Regions from separate parts of the Ovis aries genome. Here region 2 is linked to region 1. A link is a contact called in public Hi-C data. All regions are on one chromosome and are shown on one strand. The core of a region is the stretch at or near the end of the contact, and the rest is flanking DNA. Distances in the headings are between cores, read along the strand shown. Region 1 overlaps LOC132658629 (a long non-coding RNA gene). Region 2 holds the start of EGR2 (early growth response 2).

Evidence for each region. A called contact is a pair of places that touch in the nucleus more often than the background predicts.
Region 2: a Hi-C map of liver shows a contact between it and region 1, with 6 times the contacts expected there. The contact joins the promoter of EGR2 here to the enhancer-like site in region 1. A contact is called at or near these places in 11 of 16 Hi-C or Micro-C datasets (blood, liver, mixed tissues and 5 more).

Annotation. Positions count from the first base shown.
Region 1 is chr25:17,978,578-17,984,300 of ARS-UI_Ramb_v3.0, forward strand. All of the region lies in intron 1 of LOC132658629 (a long non-coding RNA gene), which reads right to left. Among named protein-coding and RNA genes, the nearest start is that of ADO, 200 kb to the right of the region's middle. Within about 2 kb of position 1,259, at least 5 of the 54 cell types and tissues checked have an H3K27ac peak or open chromatin away from gene starts, as enhancers often do. A contact at or near this core is called in liver, where this site is marked.
Region 2 is chr25:18,194,677-18,200,806 of ARS-UI_Ramb_v3.0, forward strand. It overlaps EGR2 (early growth response 2), which reads right to left and starts at 1,509. Exons shown (of 3, transcript XM_027962248.3): 1 at 1,228-1,509. The coding sequence starts at 1,326.

The DNA.
Region 1 (5,723 bases), core at 9-2,508:
AGCTGTGGGCTCTTTGTTCAAACAAAATATTCAGTGGACACCCAACATGATATACTTATGTAAGAGAAGCCTTGCTGGTCCATGAGACAGACTGAGGGGACCTCATCCCAAGATCCTCTAGATTCTGCAGGGCATTCCTAAGAAGCCCTAATCTTGCGAACTTCTCATTTCAGAAACGGAAAGAGTGAGACTTTGGAGGAGCAGGATTTTCTCAGTGCTACACAGCAGAGCCCCAAAGTTTACCCTCAACTTCAGGAATCCCTATGCTGTGGGGAAAAGGGCACATTCCACTGAGATTCAGACTTACGGGAAGGGCATGTGGACACCCTTAGGCCATCCAGGTAGCCTCAAGATAGAAGCTAGTACTGACTGCATATTCAATATTTGAAAGTATGACTCATTATATGGTGCAATCAAGGGCTTCAAGCTGTATCACTTGAGGGACCTCTGACAGTAAAACTCTGCTTTTTGGCTATAACTGTATAACCTCCCAGCTCTCCACATAGGAAGGAAAGTGGTCCCCAACACATACATACTAAAGTTATCCCTACCACAAAGAGAATATGAATTATTGGGAGACTGCTTGGTCTCAGATAAGTGGATGAAAATTTAGGAGCTGAACTAGGAACTAGATTTGGTAACTCATAAGAGATTTCATGCACATTCAGCCAGTGATATTAATTAAAGTGTGAATGAGATATCTCAACTTGTGCTTTTCCCCTTGGGTCTCATATTTGCTCAGGTCATGCCATATTGCTCCTCCACCCTCTCACCCCTCCCCTTCCAGTCCTGTTCTTTATATGCAGCAGAGAGAGGGTCTGCCCTACAGAGAGCCCACACCCAACCACTTCTCTTCTTTCTCCGGTCAGCCGTGGGCCAACCTGCCCCAGTCTGCTCCTTCCCTTTAGTCTGACACTGACTCCCTCCCTCTACAATCATCTTCTGCTTCTCCTTCTTATTCTCCATTACCTTGGAGAAAGAGAAAAAGAGACACAATCTTATTCCCTTACATGTGGGCATTGGGCATTACAATGTCACTGAGCTGATATTAACGTGTGACTTAATCCTAGCCAGCAAAGTCAGTTTTCGATTGCACAGTCCTAAGTAATATATGATCTTTTAATGGACACACAACAACATCCTAAGTCAAGCTGTTTGAAGATATCCACAAGGTACCTGGGAGAGTTTTACCATACCTGCTGTAGTTGGAGCTTGGGTCTGTGAGTCCCTGCTGTTCCTCCTGTTGGCCTAAAGGAGGAGCTGTTTCCTTAGAATGCCTGAGGCAGAGGCTTGGCCAGCCAGCCTGAGGGTTTATAGGACCAAAGCAGCTGGGGCCATTCCTAAACTTCCTATGTCACCAAACAAACTCCATCTGAGGTTTTCTTATCTTTTTCTTAAAAAAAAAAAAAAAACGTGTCCACTAAACTGACAGCAGTTCTAGTAAATCTAGTAGATTGCTAAGAGTCAGGAGACACAGATCAGGAGATCTGGAGTCCTATCCCAAGTTCTGATACCACTCAGGCTCAGTGTCCTCCTTTGTGAAGTAGGAACATGGGAACAAGCCCAGCCTATTTTACTGAGTAATTAAGAGGACTGATTGTGCTTAGAAAGGGTGTCATGTTTTAATTAAGAGGGTGAGCACTAGAGGCTGAAAGATCAATCTTGAAGCAATTGCTAGCCGCATGGCTTTGGCCTGTTTTCTAACACTTTCACCTCAAGTTTTGCATTTGTAAATCTGCTGCTAAGTCACTTCAGTCGTGTCTGACTCTGTGCGACCCCATAGACGGCAGCCCACGAGGCTCCCCCGTCCATGGGATTTTCCAGGCAAGAGTACTGGAGTGGGTTGCCATTGCCTTCTCCGCTAACGTGCACTAAACTCTTAGGATCGTTTCATAAGGAATAGACAAAAAAATGCACGTGACAGGTTAATAGAGCTGGTACTTAGTAACCGTTTGATAAATGGTAACTTTTTTTTTCAAAAGGAAAAAATTCTTCATATATCAGTGACAAAAACAGGTGAATTATACCTCTGCTTGCTTTAGCTCTTATGTTTTTTAAAAACTTTATTTTTAATTGGAAGATAATTGCTTTACAATATTGTGTTGGTTTCTGCCATATATACACATGAATCAGCCATAGGTGGAACGTAGAAGGGAGTTTCAAGAGGGAGGGGACATATATGTACCAATAAATGGTAACTTTAAAAGTATACAACTATTGGAGCAAAAATGTTTTCTAACCCTGTTAACTAATGCACAGATGAGGTACATTTTCTACTCCCTGATTTGGTTCTCCCACAAAATCTCTGAAGGAAAGAGCTATTTGCTATCCAAGTGAAACATACCACTTGGACATATCGCTTCAGAGCATTTCACTGAAGGAACGTCACCTGGGCCACGTGTGTTTGAAAGGGGGCCACTGAGATTCCAGTCACTACATCTTGAAGAGAGTCACTATCAGTGTGTTTTCTCTACCAGCACTGATCTTTTCTCTAATTTATAACGAAGCATTAACTTATTCATTCAATAAACATCCACGGAGCAATGACCAAACGTACACTAGCAGAGTCTGTAGAAATAGGAAGTTGAATAAGGCTCAGTCTTTGCCCTCAGAAATTTAGTCTACCTGAGGAAGATGAAAAAGCAAATAAAAATAGTCGTAATACAGAGAGATTATAAACATGGGGTGCTATGAGGACACAGAGAAGGGGCCCCTGGGCTTTATAGAAGGAGTGTCCCAACCCTTGCTAGAAGAGATGATGAGCTGAATTTTAACAGGCAAAACCTAAATTTGCTATTTGAAGTGGGAAGGGAAGGTGTTTAAGATGCGAGTCCTCCAGTTCCCTCATCTATAAAATGGAGTTCAACCAGATGGTTTCGAAGATGGTTCCCTGGAGAAGGGGTAGTGGGAAATAGTGAACAAGGAGTCTCCCTGCAACAAATCCTGCTTATGGAATCCTCATGGCTCACGAGGACATAAAGGAACATGAACACTTCAGGGAGCTGCTGGGTTATAAGAACAAGCTTAAAAACAAAGATGAAACTGGACTGTGATGTGGTCATAAGTATTTCTGGGCTTCCCAGGTGGCTCAGTGGTAAAGAATCTGCCTGCCAAGCAGGAGACACAGAAGATACAGTTTTGACCCCTGGGTTGGGAAGGTCCCCTGGAGAAGGGAATGGCAACCCACTATCGTATTCTTCCCTGGGAAATCCCATGGACAGAGGAGCCTGGCAGGCTACAGTCCCTGGAGTCACAAAGACTCGTACCTGACTTAGCAACTGAACAATGACAACAACATAGGTATTTAGAAAAATCAGTCTGGGGTGGCATGGAGAATGGGTTGAGGGACAGAAGAAAAGAAATGGGTGGCAAAGCAGTCAATCGAGGGAAATGATGAGGACACGACAAAGACAGGGTCAGAGGCAGATGAAAAGATGATTTAGAGGAGGCTGACTGCAAAGGTGTTTAGAAGGTCAGACACATTTGCAGTCAAACACCTTGCCAGGATTTGGTAATCTGACGGAGAACAATAGAGAGATGTCAAGAATAACCCCCAGGATCATAGCTAGGTCCACAGAACCATCTCAGAGTTCCCTTATCAAGCATTTAATGAATGCTTCCTTTATGCACACAGAATCTGTGTTTCCTGTTCTTTGCAGAGTGAAACTTAAAATTAAGTAGGGGAACCAAGACATATTCACATCAGATGGCCTCTATCTTTGTTTTCAGTTGGGAGTTGTTCTGCTATTGTTCTGGAAAGGAGGACAGGCTAGGCCCTTGGAATGACTGGCTCACAACTGAAACCTTCAGAAGGAGAGAGCACACACCACTGGAAAGATGGTAGGCTTTTCTGTTTGTGACTGATGGAAGCATAGAGCAACATGCCTTTCTGACAGTTAGACAACACTCACAGGAAACCTTAAGAATGAGCAGAGCCTTACACCTAGCATTTCTACTTTTTGGAATTTAGACTGAGGAAATAATAATTAAGATGCAAAGGATGAACCCAAAGATTTATTTCAATGAGGTTCCTTGCAAAGTCGCTCATAATTATGGAAAGCTCGATAGCACGAGCACGACATACAGGAATAGTGTGTGTGTGCTACCTCACTTCAGTAGAGTCTGACTCTGCAAAGCTTTGCCAGGCCCCTCTGTCCACGGGATTCTCCAGGCAAGAATACTGCAGTGGGTTGCCAATGCCCTCCTCCAGGGGATCTTCCCAATCCAGGGATCGAACCCACATGTCTTACTTCTACCTGCATTGGTAGGCAGTTCTTTACCACTAGCACCACCTGGGAAGCCTGCAGGAATAGTGCCTGGCCTTAAAGGAAGCAAGACTGAGTCTAGCCTTGTGGCTGAGGATTCTCAACTGGAAAAGGAGATAGAGGTGTCCCAGGAACCTGGTGATACTTTTGAAGTGTAGTGACTAACGTGCTTTTTCTGAGTTGGGACTAGGGATCCCAAGGACAATGTACATGCCAAGAAGGACCCTACTATCCCTTCCTCTTAGGTCCGAGGCATTGCTAAGCTGAGAGTTGCCAGTTGGGCAGTAAGCATCTGTCTGAGATCCCTCTGGTCACTTCTCCCTCCGTCGTTCCTTCGCACACCCAGGAAGCCTTGCTTCATGTCTGAAATGTCAAAGATGTGCTAAGTCATACTGGGAAAACATCATTGGTTAAGGGGTCAGAAAACTTCCTTTCTTTCTTAGACTTTTATTTACTGAGTATCTACTATGAGCCAGGCCCTATGCTAAGCCCCAGAGAGAATGCTAAGTGAAACATAATCTCCGTGTATGGTTAAACTTGTCTACTTAATATTAATTCTCCCCCATCTGCCTTACTAACCAAGCCCCAATTATATTGTGAGTTTCAATACATCCAATTAAACAAATATGTCTCCCCTTCTTTTTTGCCACTATGGGTTATCCTTAAAATATCATTCTGACCAAAGATAAACGAGTCACTAAGTGTGGCTTCTAGAAATGCTCTGGAAAATGAGCAGACTTGATTAGTGAATACATCAATATCCTTTACCTCTACTTTTTTTTTCAGCCTGGAATATAGACACAGTGAAACAGCAGCCATTTTGTGACCACTGGGTGACAAGCATGAGGAAAAAAAGCCACAGTAAAGATAGGAAAACTGGGTCCCTAGTGGTACCACGGAGTTCTCATGGCAAAAAAAATGAAATAAAAAAATAATAATAATTCTCTAATTTGTCTAAGCTGTGAATTAACTGCGCTTTTTGTTACTTGCGACTGAACATAGCCCTTACTGATGCTTGACTCCATGGCCTATGAAAGCAAGTAACAGACTTCTAACAAATGATGTAATCCCAGGCACTGGGAGTGATGGGAGTCCAGCACAAGCAGCGCAGAGAACAAAGTGAACAGCTCTGCTCTGATGAGGCAGGGGGCATGCTGAGGTGTGGCAACTGGTTGGGAAGGCTTTGTGAAAGGACAGGATGCCTGAGCTGGACCTTGTAGAGTGACTTGTCCACTACCCTGGAGGAGCAGAAACAGCATTTCATGGCGAGGGGACACATGTGCAAAGGCAAGAGAAGTGAAGGAACATCGTGCACTCAAGGAGCTATTGTGACTTAATTTGACTGGGAAAGAGGATACATGTGGGAAGAGGTGGGGGATAAGTTAGGAGAAGGTAGGAGCCAGGAACTTCATGAAAAAGCTTGTGAGACCATGTGCAAGTCACTGTACCAGCTCACCC
Region 2 (6,130 bases), core at 259-2,758, 220 kb after region 1:
GGAGGTTTGGACACTCACCCTGCCCCGCCACACGCACACACACTCTTACACTCACAAGCGCTCCACTTCCGCTACACACACTCCAGCCCCCGCCGCCTTCTTCACACACCCACTCGCACACCTTACGCTACACACCTCCCTGTTGACAGCGCGCCCGTGCATCCGCCTCTCCAACAGAGTGACTGGGCGGCAAGAGCCGGCGCCTGGGTTTGCTCGACAGGGTGCTCTGCGAAAACACCCATCCTCACCTTCACACTGCCTGGACCGACCGCCACCGCAGTCCCCCACCCCCAAAACCCTCCGGAGGGGCGCTCTGCCCGCACCCGAGCCTTACTCCAAAACACACACATTAAGAGGAATATTCTTCCTTTCCCTGGCCAAGAGCCACCTCGGAGAGCCCAGCAAGGTCCAGAGTGATAGCAAACGGTGACGCTAACGCCAGTTTCGAGTCGCCATCACCGTACACACTTTTACCTTTGAGAGTTAAAAAACAAAACAAAAAAACTGGCCCCGACAAGAACCTTTATACTTAGTTCTCAAAACAATTTTTAAACTTTTCAGAGGTCCAGACTCTGGTCGGTTGTTCTGACCTCTCCTATCTCCCGGCGCGCCTTGGCCCGCCTTGGGAGCGCTCCGAGCCTGGCCGGGGCCTCGTAGGGGGCTGGTCTCAATTGCTCAAACCTGGAGAGCAGCCGCCTGCCACCCCTTTCCCGCCCCCAAAGCAGCCGAGGCCTGGGACAGTGCGCGGGACTGCCTCTAGGGTCCGGCCCTGCCCTAGCCCGCGGCCAGCCAGGACAGCCCCAGCCTCGTGGGGGCGCGGGCTACCGAGAGCCACGGCGCCACGCCGTGGAGGCAGCGCGGCGCTGCAGGCGGCTCTCCCGCCGCTCACCTGCCGCGGCGAACCCGCTCCCGCCCGGCCCCGCGCGCGCGCGGCGGTCAGGGCCCCGGGGCGGCGGTGAGGGGCCTCAGCTCCTCTTCTCGCGCTCCGCTTCTCCCTCTGCCCGCCTCGTAATTGGCCGGCCATCTTCCTGACTTAAAACACCAGAGAAATTTTGGGAAAGTTTCTTGCTGGCGCTGCGCGCACTTTTCCAATTGGAGAGTAAAAATAAAAGGGGAAAGGCAAGAAGTCGCGGCAAGATTAGCACCGTTGGAAGTACCCCCACCCTCGGCAAAAACGTGAAAAGTTCCCGTTTCTTTAAAAAGAATAAAAGAAAGCTGCACTCTTACCACGTGCGCCAGCCCGCTCCGCCTGCGCTCCGGCCAGTCCTGCGGCCCCCGCGCTGACCACCGGCAAGACGACGCCTCGGAGGGGAGCCCGACTCGCATCTCCAGCCCTGAGTCCGAAAGAGTTGGGGGGGGGACCGAATTATGCAAATATGGGTCGTGGCAGCGGGGCTCGGGTTACGGCCCCCGCCGGCCTCCGAGGTGAGGCACCCACCGGCGGCAAGCGCGGGCGCCGCGACTGGTTGCGCTTCGTTCCTCTCCACGCACGTGGGCGGGCAGGCGGGCGAGTCACCGGGGCCGCCCCGCGGTGGGCGCCGCTGCCAACCCCGCGGGCGGCCACCGCGCGCCGCCCCGAGGGGGAGCTCCTGAACGTCCGAGTGCGAGTGCCGGGCGAGTTGGGCGCAGAGGGCAGGACGCAGGCCGGGGGCTGCCCGGGAAGGGGTGAGCCGCGCAGTCTTCAGCGGCTACCCTTCCCGAAGGAGGAGGCTGAGTGGGGGTCAGATGGGGGATGGGACCCCAACGAGGAGAGGCGGGCTTGCCCGGCCCGTCAGAGAAGCTCGTTAGAGTAAATGGGAGTGACCGACACTGGAATTATTCGCAGTTTTCCAACAACTCATACCTCCTTATGAGCTGCGCCACGTCAAGCCAGCCTTGCGCCAGGGGTGGGTTGGGGGCAGGGGCAAACAGCAGCGGCAAGGAGGCTTTGCAGGCTCCGGGGAAAGGTGCCTGGGGCCAGTCCTGGGAGGCCTTCCCTGAACCTCCGCTGGAAACGGGTCAGTAGATTCTCTCTCTCCCTCCCTCCCTCTCTCCCTCTGTCCTTCTCTTCCTCTCTCTCCCTCTGCCTCCCTCGGCCCCTTTTAAGAGTGATAATGGAATAAAATCCAGGCATACTCATCTCAAGGCAGCCATCCTGAGGATGGGTAATAAATTCGGAAAGCTGAAGTAACTTGCCTAAGTAGCACAGCTGATAAGTGGTGGTGTCCAAACTTGCAACCGGGTCTTCCGACTGTACGTACAGTGCTCTGGATGCTACATTATTCATACGGAAAACACAATTCCAGAAAGAGAACGGCTCTTCGAGGACTGGGAGCCTGGTTCAGCCCATTAGGAAAGAAACAGGTCACTTTCGACAGCTTCATCTTTTTCCTTTGGCATTTCTGAGGAAAAGAGGAAAGCTGAAGTCAGGGATTTCAAGAACATGGGACAAGGTACTGTCATGGACATACCCCTCTCCCCAGATTGAAGGAAGAATTTGAGTTCTTGTGCTTTCCTAGGCCGTGCTATGAATGAAGTGACCAGGTTCTCACAAAGCTATCATACTAATAGCCCTTGTAATAAGAGAAGCCAATCCCACAGTATCCTTCCTGGAGTGAAGAAGAAGTGTGAGAGAGGGGGGGAAAAAAAGGCAGAGACAAAATCGTAAAGGTGTTTACAGAGTAAGATCCTGTGCCTGGGAGGGGAAGAAGGCGGAAGATGGCAGTTGAATACAGAGATGTACCGTGGTCTCTACTTTTAGGCAGTTGAGTTTATTCTGATCAAAAGCTGAACAAATAAATTCTTTTCTTTAAAACTTGTTAGAATGCTCAAGTAAATGGAATGCTCCAAGATGGATCAGTGTTATTATAAAGAGTAGCAAATTGATGCCAGATTCTGATTTGCTTTGTCCTGATTCCAGACCCAGAGAGTACAAGAGGAAGGAAGCAGAGGCGTCTCTTAGGCCTGCCCCGTGATGGGGGTGAGGAGGAAGGGAGGCAGCCTGGGGGTCCTGGCTGGCCCTCGAGGTCTACCCACTGAGTGGTTTTCAGCTTTTTTCCACAGTGTGGACTTGAGAATCACTAAATCAGCCTTGAGGCATGTCACAAATAACTTGTTAACATTTGTATTTTGATTTATTAGGAAATATTTTTAAACATTTTTATAAACTATCCCTATTGTCATGTCATTTTCACTCACTTCCATTCTAACACTGATATTGGAGTGAAACATAATTGCCTTTAACTATGGACACACACAAGGGTGTGAATCCTGAACTCAAAAAGCAGAGCCCTGTGAACCTCAGTGATGAACAGACTAATTGCCAACTCTGCCATCCAGCCAAGCCTTTCTTAAAGGTGCCCCTCTGTGCTGAGAAAACTGCTAAGTGCCTTCCCGCATTCAGCACCTCACTATGAATCTGGTAATCTCAGGAACTGTAAACCAAACTGAGATTATGCCAAAGTTGTTGTGAAGCCTGAGAGAATCTTTGCTTCACACCATCCAACATGTAGCCAAATTCATGTGTCATTGGTACAAACAATCTGGATGGGGAAGTAAGACCCCTATGATCTTATTTTGTAGTAGCAGCAGTACTGGCCTAAGCAGAGGTTCCTTTAAGGTGAACTTTAGACTGAAGCAACTTAGCACGCACGCTGTCGTAAGTCAACAGATATTTCTCTAGCATCTACTATGTGTCAGGCGCTATGCCAAAGGCTACAGATCCCTAAAACTAAGCCTAGTTCCCAGGCCCTTGGAGCTTGCAGTCAATCACACAAATATACAATTGTAAACAATGACAATGTTTGACCCCAATGAAGAAAAAAGGACAAAGGATCCGATTGAATCTAGGTCGGCTTCTCTAAGCAGAGATCTGAAGAATGTGTGAGGCTTAGGGGAAGGTCCGTGGATAGAGTATTTCAGGGAGAAAGAGTCAGTATGAAAAAGACCCAGAGATGCAGGGAAGCAAAGTGCATTTGTGGAATAAAGAAAGTTCAACGTGGGTGGAAACCTCCAGGCTGCCTTCGTTGCCTAGTACACCGGAGCGAAGGGCTGCCAATCCAGCCAGGCTCCTTGAAAGTCCCTGCCCTTCTCTCACCCTTCAAAAGACTTTAACTTCTATGACTCTTCTTTTCTCTGCCATTATCTTTTCCGGATAATGACAGTGGCATTATAATTTTTACATTTGAGTTGTTTGTTTGTTTTTTTTTTTTTTACCACTCAGCTTCTGCAGCATGCCAACAAAATTTCATCAAGAAGAGAGAACATATACAGAAATACTTATTGGTATCAGCATTCTGTTTCAGTGACAGTCTTAATGAAATAATGTTCCTTAGTTGTCAATTTCTCCATACTGAAATGACAGACAATGTGAATTTTGTCCCATTTAAAATGAATAGAGTGGAGAAGTGCAGTCTTTCTAGTGGAAACACATCATGTCAAATCTACAGATCACTTTACCATTGCTGGCAAAGAATAAAAGGTAAATCAGTGCATTATTTATCACCATTATGACAAGCTGCATATCAACCTAGGGTCCGGGTTAATAGGTGATAGTCTGTCAATCTAATCATTAAGGCTCGAAGCAAAATATCCATCCCAAGTCACACTTTTTTATGCCTTTAAGTTTAAAATCTTTCAGCTTATATATCTAATTGTACAAAAAATGAAGTTCACTATAGGAAATTCCTGGAATTTTTAAAGAGAAATTTATATTTAATCTTCATCTATAATTTCTGACCCACGGCTTCTAAAACCCTTGGAAGGGAAATTCCTGGATTTTTTAAGCACGTATAAACTAGTCTGCTTCCATTACCAGGTTACAGGAAGCAATTTTTGTTTTTCCAAATGATGCCAGATGTACTATGGAAGCTTTCTTTCTGCATTGAGAAAAGGACGGGGCAAATCAGTGCATCTAGCTGTCAGAGCAGTTTTCTCAGTATTTAAATAAAAAAGAAGGACTTCCCTGGTGGTTCAGTGGCTAAGACTCTGCGCTGCTCCCAACAGCCAAGATTCGATCTGGCCAGGGAACTAGGTCTCACATGCTACTGTTCTCACATGAACTAGGTCTCACATGAACTCTCAAGAGTTCACAGGCTGCAATTAAAGATGCTACATGCTGCAATAAAGACCTGGAGCAACCAAATAGATTTATTTTTAATTCCTAAAAGGAAAAAAAAGAGAGAAAGCCCCAAACATTTCATATTTCAACTGAATAATCTTGATAAGAATGGTCACCATTTCTTGTGGTTGATATTTCGAGCTCTGGGTTCAGATCATAGATCATGGGCTCAAAGTCTAACTCTGACAGTACCTGGCTGTTTGTTCTTAACTAAGTTACATAATTTCTCTGTGCCTCAGTTTCCTCAACAATAAAGTGGACAAAATGATTACATATATATGTATATATAAAATATCTATATATATCATGGGCGTGTGTGCATGCTATGTGCTAAGTCACTTCAGTTACGTCTGACTCTGTGAGACCCTATAGACTAGAGCCCCACCCCCCTGCCCCCACCCAACCGCCAGGTTCCTCTGTCCATGGGATTCTCCAGGCAAGAATCCTGGAGTGGGTTGCCTTGCCCTCCTCCAGGGGATCTTCCCGACCCCAGGATCGAACCCATGTCTCTTATGTCTCCTGCATTGGCAGGTGGGTTCTTTGCCACTGGTGCCACCTCATGAGTGTACTAAGGATTCAATACAGTGATATACACGAAGCACAGTGCATACTGTTAGCTATTCAAGTATCACTATTATGGAACACCCATTTGGCAGACAGACACTGAACTGTGTTTTTCTCAGTTCACTGCTTTATTCCTCACAACCACCTTGAAAATTAAGGCTATTTATTCCTGTTTTACAGATGAGGGAACTAAGGCTCAGAGGAGGTACCCAAATCCACCAAGTAAGGAAGTGGCAGAGCCAGAATATGAACTCTATTCTCTCCATTGCCAGAGCCCACATCTTTCAAGTATTGATACATCATGTGGTGCAGAGCAGCCTACAGATGACTAAGATAAAGCTGATGAAAAGCATAAGAATAGCTACATTACAAATATTGATATGTGAGGTATTGGTAATATTTATTCTTAAATTCTGAGTTTCCACTTCCAAGAATAATGATGAGAAAAGCTAATCCAGAAAGCAGCGT